3 separate regions of the Mus musculus genome follow, and regions 2 and 3 are each linked to region 1. Evidence: chromatin contacts called from public HiChIP or PLAC-seq data. All regions are on one chromosome and are shown on one strand. Each heading gives the region's core, a stretch centred on a gene start, on an enhancer-like site or on the middle of the called end of the contact. The rest is flanking DNA. Distances are from core to core; before and after follow the strand shown. Region 1 has its middle 36 kb from the start of Gm17501. Region 2 has its middle 8.9 kb from the start of Gm35187. Region 3 overlaps Ddah1 (dimethylarginine dimethylaminohydrolase 1).

What was found. HiChIP or PLAC-seq counts read pairs in DNA pulled down with a chosen protein or histone mark.
Region 2: a contact with region 1 is called in a CTCF HiChIP or PLAC-seq map of the NIH/3T3 cell line, with 11 read pairs. The contact joins two enhancer-like sites. A contact is called at or near these places in 1 of 15 datasets of contacts at CTCF or cohesin (the NIH/3T3 cell line), 3 of 484 Hi-C or Micro-C datasets (embryonic fibroblasts and pancreatic cancer cells) and 7 of 115 datasets of contacts at active chromatin or transcription factors (the NIH/3T3 cell line, astrocytes, embryonic basal ganglia and 3 more).
Region 3: a contact with region 1 is called in an H3K27ac HiChIP or PLAC-seq map of extraembryonic endoderm stem cells. The contact joins two enhancer-like sites. A contact is called at or near these places in 1 of 115 datasets of contacts at active chromatin or transcription factors (extraembryonic endoderm stem cells) and 2 of 9 other capture datasets (adipose tissue and embryonic stem cells).

What each region holds. Positions count from the first base shown.
Region 1 is chr3:145,683,425-145,688,469 of GRCm38.p6, forward strand. No RefSeq gene overlaps it. Among named protein-coding and RNA genes, the nearest start is that of Gm17501, 36 kb to the left of the region's middle. Within about 2 kb of position 1,892, at least 113 of the 459 cell types and tissues checked have an H3K27ac peak or open chromatin away from gene starts, as enhancers often do. A contact at or near this core is called in the NIH/3T3 cell line, astrocytes and extraembryonic endoderm stem cells, where this site is marked.
Region 2 is chr3:145,897,019-145,902,063 of GRCm38.p6, forward strand. No RefSeq gene overlaps it. Among named protein-coding and RNA genes, the nearest start is that of Gm35187, 8.9 kb to the left of the region's middle. Within about 2 kb of position 2,958, at least 18 of the 459 cell types and tissues checked have an H3K27ac peak or open chromatin away from gene starts, as enhancers often do. A contact at or near this core is called in the NIH/3T3 cell line and astrocytes, where this site is marked.
Region 3 is chr3:145,813,265-145,818,309 of GRCm38.p6, forward strand. The region is part of intron 1 of Ddah1 (dimethylarginine dimethylaminohydrolase 1); the gene reads left to right. Among named protein-coding and RNA genes, the nearest start is that of Ddah1, 57 kb to the left of the region's middle. Within about 2 kb of position 2,732, at least 20 of the 459 cell types and tissues checked have an H3K27ac peak or open chromatin away from gene starts, as enhancers often do. A contact at or near this core is called in extraembryonic endoderm stem cells, where this site is marked.

The DNA of each region.
Region 1 (5,045 bases), core at 642-3,141:
TAGAACTCTCTGTATATGGCTTTTATCTCTACTCTCTGTTTCGCATGGTTTGCCTCCAGTCTAACAGTATTGAGAAGGAGGAGCCAGCCACAATGCCTTACTCAGCTGTGACAGAAAACCCCAGCCTGGGCAGCTTGCAGCGAACACCAATGTATTGGCTCACAGTTCTAGAGACTTCGATATGCAACATCACATTTGCGACATCTGCTAAGGGCATTTTTTGGGTTACAGACACAAGCAAAGGAAAGCTGAACTCTCCCCTCTGTGAGGAACCCATGCTCCCCATGACTACGATTGTAACTGACAAGATGGTTATATTTTATTCTCGAAAGCAGAACTCTCCGGAGTAATTTTCTTATTTTATAAACTATATAAATAAGGACATTGAAAGAAAAGAGATTTGATCAAAGTGGCATGACTGTTCATTTAGCAGAATTGGTCAAACTAATTTGTCACAAAAACCTAAGGCCTGGGCTGGAGAGATGGCTCAGCGTTTAAGAGCACTGACTGTTCTTCTAAAGGTCCTAAGTTCAAATCCCAGCAACCACATGGTGGCTCACAACCATCCATAATGAGATCTGATGCCTTCTCTGGAGTGTCTGAAGACAGCTACAGTGTACTTACATATAATAAATAAATAATTCTTTAAAAAGAAAACCAAAAACAAAACCTAAGCCCTTGAACTTGAGACGATACTCTTGTCTCCTTAGAAACAGGCAAGTGGGAGACACACAAGAGGACACATTGCATCTGCTCCCCTCCTTTAAAAAATATCCTTTGCATTGAATGTACTTGAGTGAAATTTATTTAGCAACATAATATCATTCATTATTTAGACTAGGGGGGACCTAGGGTAAGGGAAGGAAATTAAGAAAGGGACCATTCTGGATATAGTTACATCTTGTGTGTGCCTCCTTCTCAAATGCAGGGCTGTTCCCTGAGCCGCTGCCCAGTGAAAGGGGCATTCACTGCTAGCAAAAGCAGGCCTTCCTGCTGCCAAGCCCGGCTGCCAGTCAGCAAGGAGAGACGGGAAAATTAATAGTGAGCTGCCATTTTCAACACTTCTTAGCAACTTAGCAAAGAGTAGAAACTGATCCTTCTCTGGAAAGAAAAAGCATAAAAGACTTCAAGAAACTCCGAGTCAGTCTGATGCCTGTGCTGTATCATGGTTAAACCACGGGCGAGGTGTTTTCTTCTGCAAAGAGCGGGCCAGCGGCCTCTACATTATTAAAGGTGAAGAATTTCCAGCCCCTGTTTCTTGCTTCTCCTTGAGTGTTTCTTTCTCTGCTTTTGAAAGGTTCGGAGCTGCTGGGAGACTCATCTGGCTCAGCGTGGTGCCTGTGAGGAGAGGAAGGAGGGCAGAGTTTAGGCTGTTGGATGAAGCCAAGGAATGTCTGAGTGGTAGGACAAGGGAGTTGTTGACTTTGCTGAAAATCCTTCTCGAAAATACCTCCTATAATGCTGGGGTGTGTAGTCCCCCCTTAGTGCTGTTCCAACCCCCCTCCTTTTAAATAAACGTGTAGAATTCCAGTCCTGTGCAGAGGAAGTTAGAAACGAACCCCGCTGTCGCTATCTCCACAGGCATCTGTGTAGGTGTGACAGGGTGAATAGGCCCTTTGGGAATTTTAAGGGGAATCCTCTAGAGCCAAATTCCTCAATGAGGGTAAACTTCCATCAGCTGTGTAAACAGTGGGGCAATGTGTGAAGGCCAGAGGCAGTCTCCTGATAGTCGGCTACTGTGCTCAGGTAAGTAAGAGGAGCTGTGGTCCTTCCACCCCCAAGGCCCCCAGGATGAGTCGGGTTTTGTGGCTCCCAGTGAGTGGGTGGCTAGGAATTCCCTCTCCGCTTCATCTAGTACAGAGGGCAGTCTGACTAAGCGAGATAGCGCTCGCTCGCTGGCTGGAGAAAGCCAACACCCAACGTGGCTCCTGGTGTCTGAGTGCCTGAGGAGAACAGTAACTCCTAGCTGGCGCTCCAACTAGCCACTCACTGGCAGCCACCCCAGTGGCTCAAGAGATGCCTGTCCAGCAGGACAGCATGCTCTGAGAACTATTTATTTGACTGTTTTATTTAACACAGGACGTTAATTGCAATTCATGGATCCGGTTTCTTTATTCCCTACACCATCTGAAGGAGGGCAGAAAACCCAGGAACGAGGCTATGTTCCTGTCCAGCCCTGCCATGCCCATGATTACACATCTGTCCAGTCTTGGTACACAGCGATGCTAACCTCAACTCTTCTTCGTATGGAAATCTGGATACTGAGTCCAGTTCTCAAGCCCATAAATTGTTCAGAAACGTCTTTATTCCTCTGACATACAAGTTGTTTAGCTTAAACGAAGAAGGAGGAGACATAAAAACTAGGTAGGTATAGTGCTTTAGCTGTATCAGTGTGTAACACATTCTCAAGCCTAGGAACAGATCGGCAAGAGGTAAATAACAGATCTCCTTGTTGTAAACATATTTTAAATATCAAAAAATGAAAAAAATAAAAACAAAAAATAATGCAACTGCCACAAAAGTCACAATGTCTTTGGCTTTTAGACATTTTCTTTCTGTATTCATCAGTTGAATCTCCTCTTTCCGCGTAGGAAGCGTTGGCAGAAGCCCAGGCAACATCCAACTGGGGAAAAGTTTCTCTGCTCCAGGCTCCCTCAGTGTTTACCGAGGACGATAGGATTGTTTTGAGATAATGATGTCTAGCCTCCTTTATCAATAATGCCAATATTGATTTTCTCCTCTCGGAGCTCTACACCGACCAACACAATCAAAGAATTCCCTCACAGGCATTATCTAAAGCTAACCTCAACCTAGACAGTCTCTAACAGATAAACCAAGGCCTGTTTCCTAGAAGTCAAGTTGACAATTAACATCAGCACAGCCCTGCATCCGTGACAACTGTCATTTTCTTCAGAACGATCTGATATTCAAGCCGCTCTTCCATTCTCCCTTCTTCCTTCCTTCCTTCCTTCCTTCCTACCTTCCTTCCTTCCCTTGGTCCTTGCTGGATCATTAAACCCAGGGCCTTACTTATGCTAAGGACCTGCCTTGACACTGAGTTTCACCCTCAGCAACCCCACCTCTATATTCCATTTTTCTTTAAATATGCTAAACATGTACAAGGATGGTTGTGACCAAGAACTTAGTGAAGTGTGATTCAGGGGGAAGAGGAGAAGGCGGAGCTAAGAAGGTTCAGAGCTCTTCAGTTTGAACATTGTTGTATCTTCTGGTTCCTGGTAAACACACCATGTGAGGATTATTATGTGACACTTAGCCTTGGGACTTGTCTACACCTTAATACCATACTTATTACAAAGGAGATCTGAGAAGCTGTATGGTCGGTTCACTAAGATCATAAAAGGAAGACAGTTTAGCTCCCCACTTTCTGGCTGTGTGATCTAAGGAGAGTTTTTAACCTTGCAGAGTAGAGTCTCAGCATTCATTCCTATTCATAAAACTGAGACACGTGTTCACATCCCTCAGGACTGTTATTAACGGTAAATGTAAATGGAGAAACATTTCTGGGAAATTGCCCAGTTGTCAGCATAACATAGGTTAGTTTCAAAGACTTCCTTAATAGATTTGAAAACCCATGTTTCTCATTCATCTTTAACAACCACTGAACAAATAACAATACTGATTGTAGTGGGGTGTCGTGTGTCTGAAAATATACTGGAGGACCACCCAAGGGGGGGGTCTACACATCACTTCCTGTTTATGCATGGCGTATCCCACCAATATATTGGTTGAGCCTATGGATAGACTATTGTAGAATGCTGTCCTCCAGGTATGGCAATCCCCTTACCCTCCTGAACATCCCCAAGCAGCTGGGATGACCCCTCCCAGTATGCATAAGATTGGGCTCTGTTAATGATTTGTCTTGGGGGAAGAGGAAAGTTCCTAAAGTTCCTCCCCTCCCTAAGAATAAGCAATTCATGGTCCATGGGAGGGAGGAGGGGCATTTTCTTCAGTGGCATGATTGACAGCCAGTTGCCTCTGTCCCACAGAGTATGCCCTCAGCCTAGTCATAACAAATGTGCACATGCATGCACACACATGCGTGTGTGCACAAACACAAAAGCTATTCATTTATTTATTCATTATTAAATTTATTTATGTCTATCATCTGCACCCAGTCTGGGATGAATAGGAATTCTCAGTAAGAAAAGGTAACATGACGCAGGGCATTGTTCCCTTTAAAACCTGAGAGAAGCCCAGCAGTCTCTTAGCACCTACTTAGCTGGGCTTAGTGTTCAGGTGACATCTAGAGACTGAACTGTGTCGGTGTGCTGTGACACAAACTGCTTGTTTTCTTGTGACAGAAATCTCTAGGGGATGGTCAGCAGTTGAGGAAATTGAAGATATTTAAAATTCTGATTTGCTCAGAATCTAAGCATCAGGAGTATGAGGGGGGTTGTTGGTTCGTTTGGTTGTTTGGTTGGCTTTGGTTTTCAGAGACAGCGTCTTATTTTACTCAGGAAGGCCTGGAATGAGCAGCAAGCATCCTGCCTTAGCCTCAGTGTCGGGAGTACAGATGTCAGAGCTCACAGTCTGCAAGGAACACATTTTAAGATCATAGAAGAGGCAGTTCATGCTGCATCCTCTGGGGACCTTTGCCAAAGCCATGGCCTAACAGTAAAGTCTTGGTCCTTTCTGCAAGCGGCCCTGTACTTTCTAACCCCTTATATGACCTTCCCTTGCAGTATTGTGGGCCACAGCCAGGCTCTGAGATGAAAAAATCTGGAACATAACAAGTTGCAGGTCAGCCAGAACACGCAGTGAGACCCTGTCTCAAAAAAGAAGTAACATAGAAAGAAAGGAAAAAGAAAAGAAATGTGGGTTAAAATCCAGCCTCTGCCATTTATGTCTTTGAGTATGAAGACTGGAATATTTTATATTTTGTATATCGGTATCTGCTGTTCTGAGAATTAAATGAACAAGTTCATGCTTTAGTCTCTTCAAGCTGCTCTAGCACGAATATCAACAATAATGAAGCTGAGCTCAGGCTAACCTGGGTAGTTTTTAACAGCAGCACATATGTCTTT
Region 2 (5,045 bases), core at 1,708-4,207, 210 kb after region 1:
CACATGATGCACAGACATACACATGGTTCACGACTTATACACTAGCAAAACACCCATACACACGCAACATGGAAACACGCTGAGGGAAGGGGCATGCAGAACAAACATTGAGTGGGGTCACGCAAGTGGATCTGTTTGGCTGACACTGATAAGCAGAAGAGCACAGCAAGACCGTGCAAGCTGGAATGCCAAGAGCCCTGCATGCGGGGGTGAAGTTCTCAGACAGCATTTGTCAGTCTGTTAGGGTTCCCCAAGGACATTTGCTTTGAGCCATACCATGATAGTGAGGCTTGACCTGGCATCATTGTAAGGGGCGGCTGGAAACTGAAAAACATTGGCGTTTCTCTCTGTTTGATTTCCCCAAGTTCCGTTCATTCTACTCACCTTCTGAGTGGAGCCTGACAGCCAGGCAATCAACTCTTCCTCTATTTGCCCCGCCCCCCCCCCAAAAAAATAAAAATAAAAAAGATTACTAACATCTGCCTCTCAACTCCAAAGGGACATTTTCAGCACAAATGAGATAAAGGAGCTGGGAGAGTCTTTGGAAAGAAGGAATAATGTAAATATCATTAGCATCATCATTATCCTCATTAACTCCTATCACCGTATGCTTGGATCCTTTCAAAACATCAACTTCTATTTGAAACATCAATCAACCACTCCAGAAATAACTGGGGATTTTCATCACTGATTGCCACCGTGGCCTGGCAGCTTCCACCGTGAGTTTACAGGTGTCCTCGGCGTGTGATGGAGCTGCTCCATCCACCTATCCCGTTAGAAAAGTTGGAATGTTCCTATCTTCTTCCCTCCCCAAACACTTATTTCTAGTGTAGTGGGAGCTGGGTTACTTTTAGCACATGGTATCTGGGGTTATCGGCCGTTAGAGACCATTGAGCTGCCAAATATGCTACTGCCACTATAAATAAACACAGTAGACTCATGGGACCATGCCAGCGAGACACTCGGGAGAGCGCTGCCTGGGCTGACTTGTGACATGGCCTGCAGGCCATGGCATTGCTAGGTGTTGGAAAGCCCCTCTATTTATGCACAGAGGCTTCGGTTGCTTTATTTTGAGTGAGGACAAAGCTTCAACGTGTTAAAATGGTGCCACAAAGGCAGTTCGCTTTTTCCCTAGCCCGGTCTTTTTTTTTTCTTAATTTGAGATAAAGTACATAAATGTAAATGGCCTATTGAAACTTGGCATTTTGAAGTACATATAAATTATAAAATAATTGCATAATTATAGTTGACATTTTTGTGTGTAGAATGTTAAAAATTGTTCATTTATTTCAAGATTTTAAGCCGGGCAGTAGTGGCACACGCCTTTAATCCTAGCACTTGGGAGGCAGAGGCAGGTGAATTTCTGAGTTGGAGGCTAGCCTGGTCTACAAAGTGAGTTCCAGGACAGCCAGGGCTGTACAGAGAATCCCTGTCTTAAAAAACCAAAAAAAAAAAAAAAAGATTTTAAGTATGCAGTGCAGTGCTGTTGACTGTGCTCCTATGTCTGCTGTTAGCTGTGCTCCTCCTATGTCTGCTGTTAGCTGTGCTCCTCCTATGTCTGCTGTTAGCTGTGCTCCTCCTATGTCTGCTGATAGCTGTGCTCCTCCTATGTCTGCTGTTAGCTGTGCTCCTATGTCTGCTGTTAGCTGTGCTCCTATGTCTGCTGTTAGCTGTGCTCCTCCTATGTCTGCTGTTAGCTGTGCTCCTCCTATGTCTGATGTTGGCTGTCACCCTTTGGCTGATGTTAGTTTTGACCCTATGGCTATATATTAAGCCTCTAGAACTCAATCATCACATGTATCTGAACTTTGTACCTCTTAACCCACATCCTCAACTGGTCCATTAACCATTTCTCTTGAAACATAAAGTTATGTACCTCTACATGGACAAAGAAGCTTATTGATTGAAATTTGATAAACCCTAAGAGGCAAGTTCCCCCCAAATACAATCAGAATACTACATGCTAGGTGTTGAAACACCCTGTATCCCAGCAAAGTACAATAACTGCTTATTCTACATGGATTCCACAGAAAAGCTCTGACAGCAAACAAGTTCTATTCCAAGCAAGAGCTCAGCTCTGTAGAAATGTTAGTTTTATTACTTCTGGAAGGAACTTGTGGAACAAACACTGATTCACGCACCCAACAGAGGCTCAAAATTCCAGGACAGGATGTGAACAAAGTCATCTATTTTGTTGACTGGGGACCCAGATGAGTGTGTGAAGTTCCCTAGGACTAATACTAGGAGAGAAACACCAGGCCCCCCCCTCTCTCTCTCGTGTTTTCTTTCAGCCTAAAAAATAATGGGAAGACAGAAGCTGTTACCAGGGCTAGATGGCAATGGGAGCCGAGTGCCATCTCTCCCACTTGTAACCCCAGCACCCAGGAACTGGGGGCAGAAGATCACCATGAGTCCCAGGCCAGCCTGGGCATCACAATTAGAGCCCGTCTCTTAAATAAATTAATTTAAAAGTTAATGATAAACAGGGTAAAACTTTAGAGAGGATTCCAGCAGGAAACAGAATTCACTGACACTTGGAAGAGAGCAGAGCCAACAGCTCATTCAGAGGCCTCAATGCTAAACCTCCATGCAGGGGCTGAGTGAGACGCCGCAAACCCAGCCGTCACAACACTCCTTGGCTCACCGGGGCTAGGATGGCAGATTGTGCCTCTAAGACTAAGACAAGAAGGTGCGTCTGGAACTTGCCAGAGCAGGCCCCAAGCTGAGAAGACACACATCAGTCCCTTTCTTGTTTCGCTCTGATCTGCTGCTGACCCGTTGGCTTGGAGATGCTTCTGATGGGGCCCAGGTGAGGATTCACAAGGTCAGCGTCCCCCAACAAGGAGCTGGCTGAGATACCCAGGAGGGAGCTGGAGAGGTCAGAGTATATCTGCACAGAGCCCGTGGTGAAGAGTTACAGCAGGTCAGAGAGGGGTGGGGGTGGGGTGGCGCAATGCCAGTGCTGTCTCACAGAGCTGGCATTTAAATCCTAATTCCTGGCACATTTCTGAGCTGGAGGCATGTGCTGTGGCCAGGCTCTCCTTCACTCAGTATCAGAAAATTATTGGATCCAAATCAGCCGCAGGCGGCCTCGGAGTGAAAGATCATCACGTCCCAGACCTGCCGGTCCAGGCCCTCTTTAATAGACACTGTGTTGATTCTAAACTTAGACACACCATGTGAGCACTTGGTCCCAAACATCAAGTTGCCATTTTGCAGCTGTTCCCGGGACTTTCTGGTCACACAATGTTGTTTAAAATTCTGACCTTCTGTGTTGACATCTAGCCCTAGATGTTTGCATTTTATTTGGTCATATTGCTCACGGGGATAATAGTTTAAGATCAGTGAGGTTCCTATCGTTGGGGTGTTCATGGACCATGAGCAAGAGTGGTGTGGTGGCAGAGAGACTGTTCCAGCCAGCAACCCTGGGAACGGACAGCATGGACAGCAGGGTAGGTAAGGTGTTCCTTTACCACCCAAGAGTCTACAATTAGGCTCCGGGTGGCTTTCCATTCCACTCTATCACCTCGGACTCACAGTCAGACACACACGGTCTTCATGTAGCAGATGACAATACTGAGGCCTCCACACTCAGTTTGCATTATAAGAATCTGCTTCTGATGGGGAAATGGTGAGAACTGCTTCCAAAGAGGACACCACACTTGAGTCACTCATCGTGGTCATGGATTGGATACAGCATGTGTTCCTTCAGCTCTACAGGGCTTGCCTAGTGTGTTCAGCCCTGGGTTTGACCTTCAGTGAAGAAAGGAGGGGATGGAGGGAAGGAAGAAGAGAGGGAAGAGAGAGGGCAGGAAAGGGAAAAAGGAAGGAAGGAAGAAAGGAAGGGAGGGAGGGAGGAAGGAAGGAAGGAAGGAAGGAAGGAAGGAAGGAAGGAAGGAAGGAAGGAAGGAAGGAAGGAAGGCAGGCAAGCAGGCAGGCTAATTCGGTGAGGTCTGTAGGCAAGTGTGGTATTTGAACCAACACCACACCCTTCCCCCCCCACTCTCAGTTCATGCGACAGAACCCCAGTGCCACATGACAGAGTAAGGAACAGGGCTCTCTTGGGACCTCACAGCTCCCCAGGTGAGGTTTGCCTTCCAGAGGAAGGGCAGGACATGAGTGTCCCTCACGCTGGCCCAGCACATCTGATGCTGAGGGGTGAGTGTGCTCCAAAGATGAGGGTCCACGCAACCCCTTCTGTGGGACGGAGGCTGCTCTTTGAGAGGACGGCTCCTGTAAGAGAACTGACACATCCCTGAGTGACCCTCCCTGCTGGCAAGCTAAAGATCCTTGAGTCTACGGATGGATGCCCTTAGTCCTCAGCAACCAAGCAAAAGTGTCAGAGAAAAATGGACAGTTCTTCCTGGCCCACCCCATCCAGAGAGATGCCTCCGACATGTTGTCTAGCAGGAGAATCAGGAGAGGAAAGAACTGGAGTCTTTTCTACAGAACAATTGAGTTCATTTGCAGTGAAGTGAACAAGACCAAAGCCATCTCTGCCTGCCGATCATATAGTCCCGATCCTCAAAACCCTCAGGGGCTTATGAAAAAGAATCAAAACAAGCCATTGAGCTCAGCATTTCAGGATGCCAAATCAACATTTAAATAAGTCATTGGTATTTCTCTGCATTTAGGATGGACAAACACACTCTTAGGAGAACAATTCCATTTGAAATGAATCGAATATGTAAATCAACTAATAAAGGCAGGAGAAGACAGATTCTGAGAATGGATGAAATTGTTAAAGGAATCAAAGAACAGAACACATGGAAAGACAACTTCTGGAGTTAGAGCAGATGGAGCCATCATGTGGGTGCTGGGAATTGAACCTGGGTCCTCTGGAAGAGCCCAGTGATCTTAACAGCTGAACCATCTCTCCAACCCTGAAAGCTTTAAGTTTTACAGGTTTCTATAGGAGCATCAGGGGCCTGAAACAGCGAAGACATCACTAAAGGTGGTGGTGGGTGGAGTTGGAGGACTCATGTATCCCAGTTTTAAAACTTCAGAAGTAACGAGTCAGTGAAGGATTGCGTAAGGATAGACTA
Region 3 (5,045 bases), core at 1,482-3,981, 130 kb after region 1:
CCCAGAGTCTACCTATTTCATCTTTGAAAATCACATCACGGATGTGGGTGTAAATCAAGTCTCTGGTTACATTTTTATGTTGTGCATTTATGCGTGATCATCATGCAGAAAGGATATAAGGCAGCTTAGAAGGATATGTAAGGGTCAATCAATCAAAAAGATGGACAAAGAGATAAAATAATAATTATCATCAGATAGAGCCAGGAACACGGCTAATGGCATGCAGATCCTAAACACTATTGTCGAAGCATCACAGATTCTACTCAGCCTTTCCAGTGGTATAAAGAACTGGTCTTGGTGGGCCTGTGCAGACCCAAATATAAAAGCAGATCAGTTACTACTGGGGTAAGCAGAGAGCTGGGGATTGCAAATTTCTTGAGGAAGGAGCTAAATATTTTCAAAGCCTTAACTTCTCATAATGCAGTCCTTGAACTATCTGTCACTGTGTAGATCAAAATAAACTAGAGGAGCAGCTGGGAGCCTGTAAGTATGATGTTAAATATGAGCCAGTGACGGGGGCTTAGAACTGGCCTCAAAGCTGAAGGATAAACTGACAGGACAGAGTGCTCCTTCCTGGCCCAAAGCTATCAGAAGCTAAAAGCTAAGCACGGGGTGGGGTGATAAATTCCTGGTTTAGTTATCTCTCTTATCTGGCATACCTGTTGTGAGTTTTTGAGCCCCACAGAACATCCTTAATTGACAGCAAAGTAAACGCACGCTGACACAATGAGGTTATCTCTTCCCGAGTCGGCTCTAGGAAGGGGAGTATAGTGTTAGCGCCTAAGGCTCTTGCTTCTGGAGTCAAATGCAGTGGGGTGTTTTGTTTTATTTTGTTTTGTTTTATCATCTTATTTGTTTACATTTCAAATAATATCCCCTTCCCATTTACCCCCCATCCCATCTTCTCTCTCCCCCTCCCCTTTGCTTCTATGAGGGTGCTCCCCCACCCACTCACCCACTCCCACCTCACCCCTCTAGCATCCCCCTACGCCGGAGCATCAAGCCTCCCTCCCCTTCCACTGATGTCAGACAAGGCCGTCCTCTGCTACCTATGTATCTGAAGTCCTGGCTCCCTCCGTGGATATTCTTTGGTTGGTGATATTGTGTTTGATGCAGAGTCTCACATAATCAGGCTGGCCTCAAACCTGCTATGTAGCTGAAAGTGTCCTTGATCTTCTGATTCTCTTACTTCTACCTCCAGAGTGCTGGGACTTCAGATATATACACCATATCCATTTTACATGGTACTAGGGCTTGAACCCTGGGCTTCGTTCATGCTAGGTGAGCCTTCCACCTATATCCCCAGCCCAGTTTTCATGCCTGTCTCAGTAAAAGCCTCACCGGACAGACTTGAAGTCCGTTGTCCTGCTTTGGTACCCACCATGTTCTTCCCAGTACAAACCCACGTCCCTGCCCCCCACATCCTCTATGTCTTTCCTCTGGTCTCTGTTTGCTGTGGTTCTTTCTCTGGGAAGGTGTTTTATAGGGGGTCCCTAACCTTAGGCCATCTCATCAAGGGTCAGGTATTGTTCCAACCCTCCAGGAACATTACTGAGGAGAAGAGAGATCTCCACACGAAGTTGTGTGGCTTCTCTTCCTGCAGACCCACGAGGACAGCGTATGCTGGTGTAAGCAGCAGCACCTAGTATGTTTTCACGCTTGGAGTGACTCTCTGAATTCAAGGTTACTGCTTGTGAGCCCTCTGAATTCAGGTGCACATTTTGTAATTTAGGGAAGAGTAGACTACGTTTTCCCAGCAGTCTTCTTGGATTGTTTTATTTTATTTTATTTTATTTTATTTTATTTTATTTTATTTTATTTTATTTTATTTTATTTTGATAAACAGTTCTAGTAAACCTAAGGCTTTATTGTGAAGTGGCTGAGATACAGCAATATAAGGCCCAAGTTTTTTCAGTGTCCAGGATTGGGGGAAATCCTTTGACTCCATTCCAGCACATACACAAAGATGAAGGGAGGCCACCATGTCCAACTGTTCCATTTAACAGATTGACACAGTGACAGTCTCAGTGGAATTGACCTCGGCGACTCAGCCGCCAGAGTTAGGCCAAGGTGACCTAACTCTGAATGGTATGCCCAGGTACTAAAACAGCATAATTTCATCTATGAAACTAACAAATAGAACAACTTTGGTTTTAGAATTATTTATTTTATTGAGACTGAGTCCATGCCCTAGAACTATGTAGATCAGTTTGGCTTTGAACTCACAGAAACTCACCTGTCTCTACTTCCACAGTAGGGCTGAATTAAAAGCATGCGACACCACACCCAGCAGTGATTTAGGATATTTTAAATGAAGACCCCTCCTCCTTGTCAACTTGTAAGTTTGTCTTCTGGGTCCATTTCTAGTTAGAAGTTCTATATTCGTAGTGAATACTGTAATCTGCACTTCAAAACTGCCTTAGCTACAAAGCACTGATGCTTCCCCTAAACCAGAAAAGTAAGTAAAAAGAGGACAGAAGCTGGACATCTCTGCCTTTGCTCTGTATCTCTTTCTTTAACTCATCAGCAGTATTAACAGTGTCCTGTTCCAGTCCCCTAAATGTCACCTGAAGTTCTCCAGTTACTGTCCTAAACCTGCAGTCACCTTGGATTCTAGGAACGGCGGGTCAGACCTTTCTGACAAGGAACCAACCCTACCTGCCTGACCTCTGCAAGCCTCAGGTAGCAGACGGACCACTCCTCAAAGTGAGGGTAATTGTCATAGTGGTAAGGCTACATCCTGGAGCAGGGCCACTCCCTGAAGAACCAGGATAGGAAGACTGTCTGGTTATGCACAGTTCTTGCCCCTGCCCCAGTTCTAAATGTATTCCAGCCCAAATCCCATAGCAGTTCCTTGAAGATGCACTTGAGTCACTAAGCCCCACTATGCACTTCCTGGCCCCAGTGTGCCATACTGTGTGCCATATCATCATGTGCCATACTGTGTGCCATATCATGTACCATATCATTGTGTGCCATATCATGTGCCATAGTATGTGCCATATCGTCTGCCATATCATGTGCCATAGTGTGGGGGTCATACTGTGTGCCATATCATCATATGCCAAACTGTGTGCAATATCGTCTGCCATATCATGTGCCATAGCGTGTGGCATATTGTCCCATCTCCTTTCCCTATTTTTTGCCATTACTCATCTCTTTACTTGACCAGTCCGGTCTCTGAGACTCCCTAAGCCAAGACTTTGCCCTGAGGCTCCAGTGGCAGTCCTGGATACTCTCCATACTGATAGTTTCCATCCTCATGTTTACATCAAGACACTGCCTAGAGGGAACTTCAGATTCCATAGAAGAAGGGTGCGGTCCCTCGGGTCTGCCCCCACTCCACTTGTTGATCACTTCTTACATGGTTTCCGTGACCACCTACTTGGCATTTGATAATTTGTTAGACTAAATCACAGGATTTATGCTTAAACTTATCAATTCATGAGCAAGGATAGAACATAGGAATAGCTAGGGGAAAACTGACGTGTAGAACAGTATATGAGTGAGCCAGAAGTCCATGTTTTTCCTGACACACTGTCCTCCCAGTACCTCCGTCTGTTCACTAACCCTGAAACTCACCAAATCTTATCACTGAATGTTTGTTACAGAACACAATCTCTAGCTACCACCACCCTTTTCCTGGAGATCACTGGGTGAGTCTCCACATTCCAAGCCTACAATCCTCTGGTCTTCTGACCAACTGCATTTGGAAGCTGTCTAGCCCCACCCCCTCCATTCTGCCTGTTATAAATTCAAGTGCTATGGAAGGAGGCTTGTTATGAATAACAACAGACATACTTATCACTCAGGAAATCCCAGGGTCCTTAGGAGCTCTGTGCCAGCAACTGGAGGCAAAGGCCAATTTAAAAAAAATGCATATTGTAACAAGACTACTGGACTTTGTGCTCCCTGTAGCAGAAAATAACACATCTCTTGAATCCAAAAGCGGCTCAGGATCGATTAGAAGCAAGTTGAGAAGCAGTAGAGCCAGGATATGTCAAATCTTCTACTCTTTTATGTCTTCCTTTCCTCTCCCTCCAAAAACAAAAACAAAACAAAAAACCCCGAGTACACATAATAACGGGAGGCAGGGGCCCCATCTCTCTGGTCCTTTGTGCAGAGAAATGTTCAACCTCGTGGGTCAGCCACACTCATGCTGGATGGCTTGGCAGGCAGCTTCCCTTCACAAATAGGAGACAGACTCTGTTGTTGTCCCTGCTCATCAGAGCATCCTCTGCCTGACTGTTCCCAGAGCCCTGTGTGGGAAGCCTTGTGGCAGCTCAACAGAGGAAGGCGTCACTGGGCCGTTAAGTTAGCTTGCTGTGCTTGAAGATGAGGCTGTGCTAGGGAAGTAGACCTTGGCGTTTCTCCATCTTGGGACAGTTGTGGGCATGAGGTAAGAATATGTCAGGAGGACATGGTCTTTTCTTTCTGTAGAATTCATAGAAAATCAACTTGAGTTTCTTCTTCTATAAGTAATAAAGATGTTCATAAGAGATCTTCTGGGGGGAAACCTAGTTCAATTCCCAGCATCCACATGGTACTTCGAAGCTGTCTATAACTCCAGTTCTAGGGTATCCAATACCCTCACACAGACATATGTGCAGGCAAAACACTAATGCATATGAAATAAAAATAAATCAGATCATTTTTTAAAAAAAGAGGTCTTCTAGAGGTGTCAAGTTTGACTACACGTTCTTTTCACTGTTGCTGAATTATATGCCATCATTGTAAGGCAGTTTGGGATATTTTACTAATTGCCATCCCAGTGCCTGAAATTCCCTCCCACTTCCATTCCTGTTGTGGGAGCGTGGCTGATTCCTTCAGAGTATGAGCTCAGGGAATTCATCTGAGTGGGGTTGTGTCACACACTCAGCCTTGCCTCAACTATTCACTTCACACAAGCATACATCTTCTCTTTGGTACACACAGGGACAAACCTGCACACACTAAACAGTAAGGAAGCCAATGAGATGGAGCCATTGGTCTGAGCACTGAGCCACAGTCTCAGTAAAGGTGGTTCCAAGAAGAGGATTTCATGC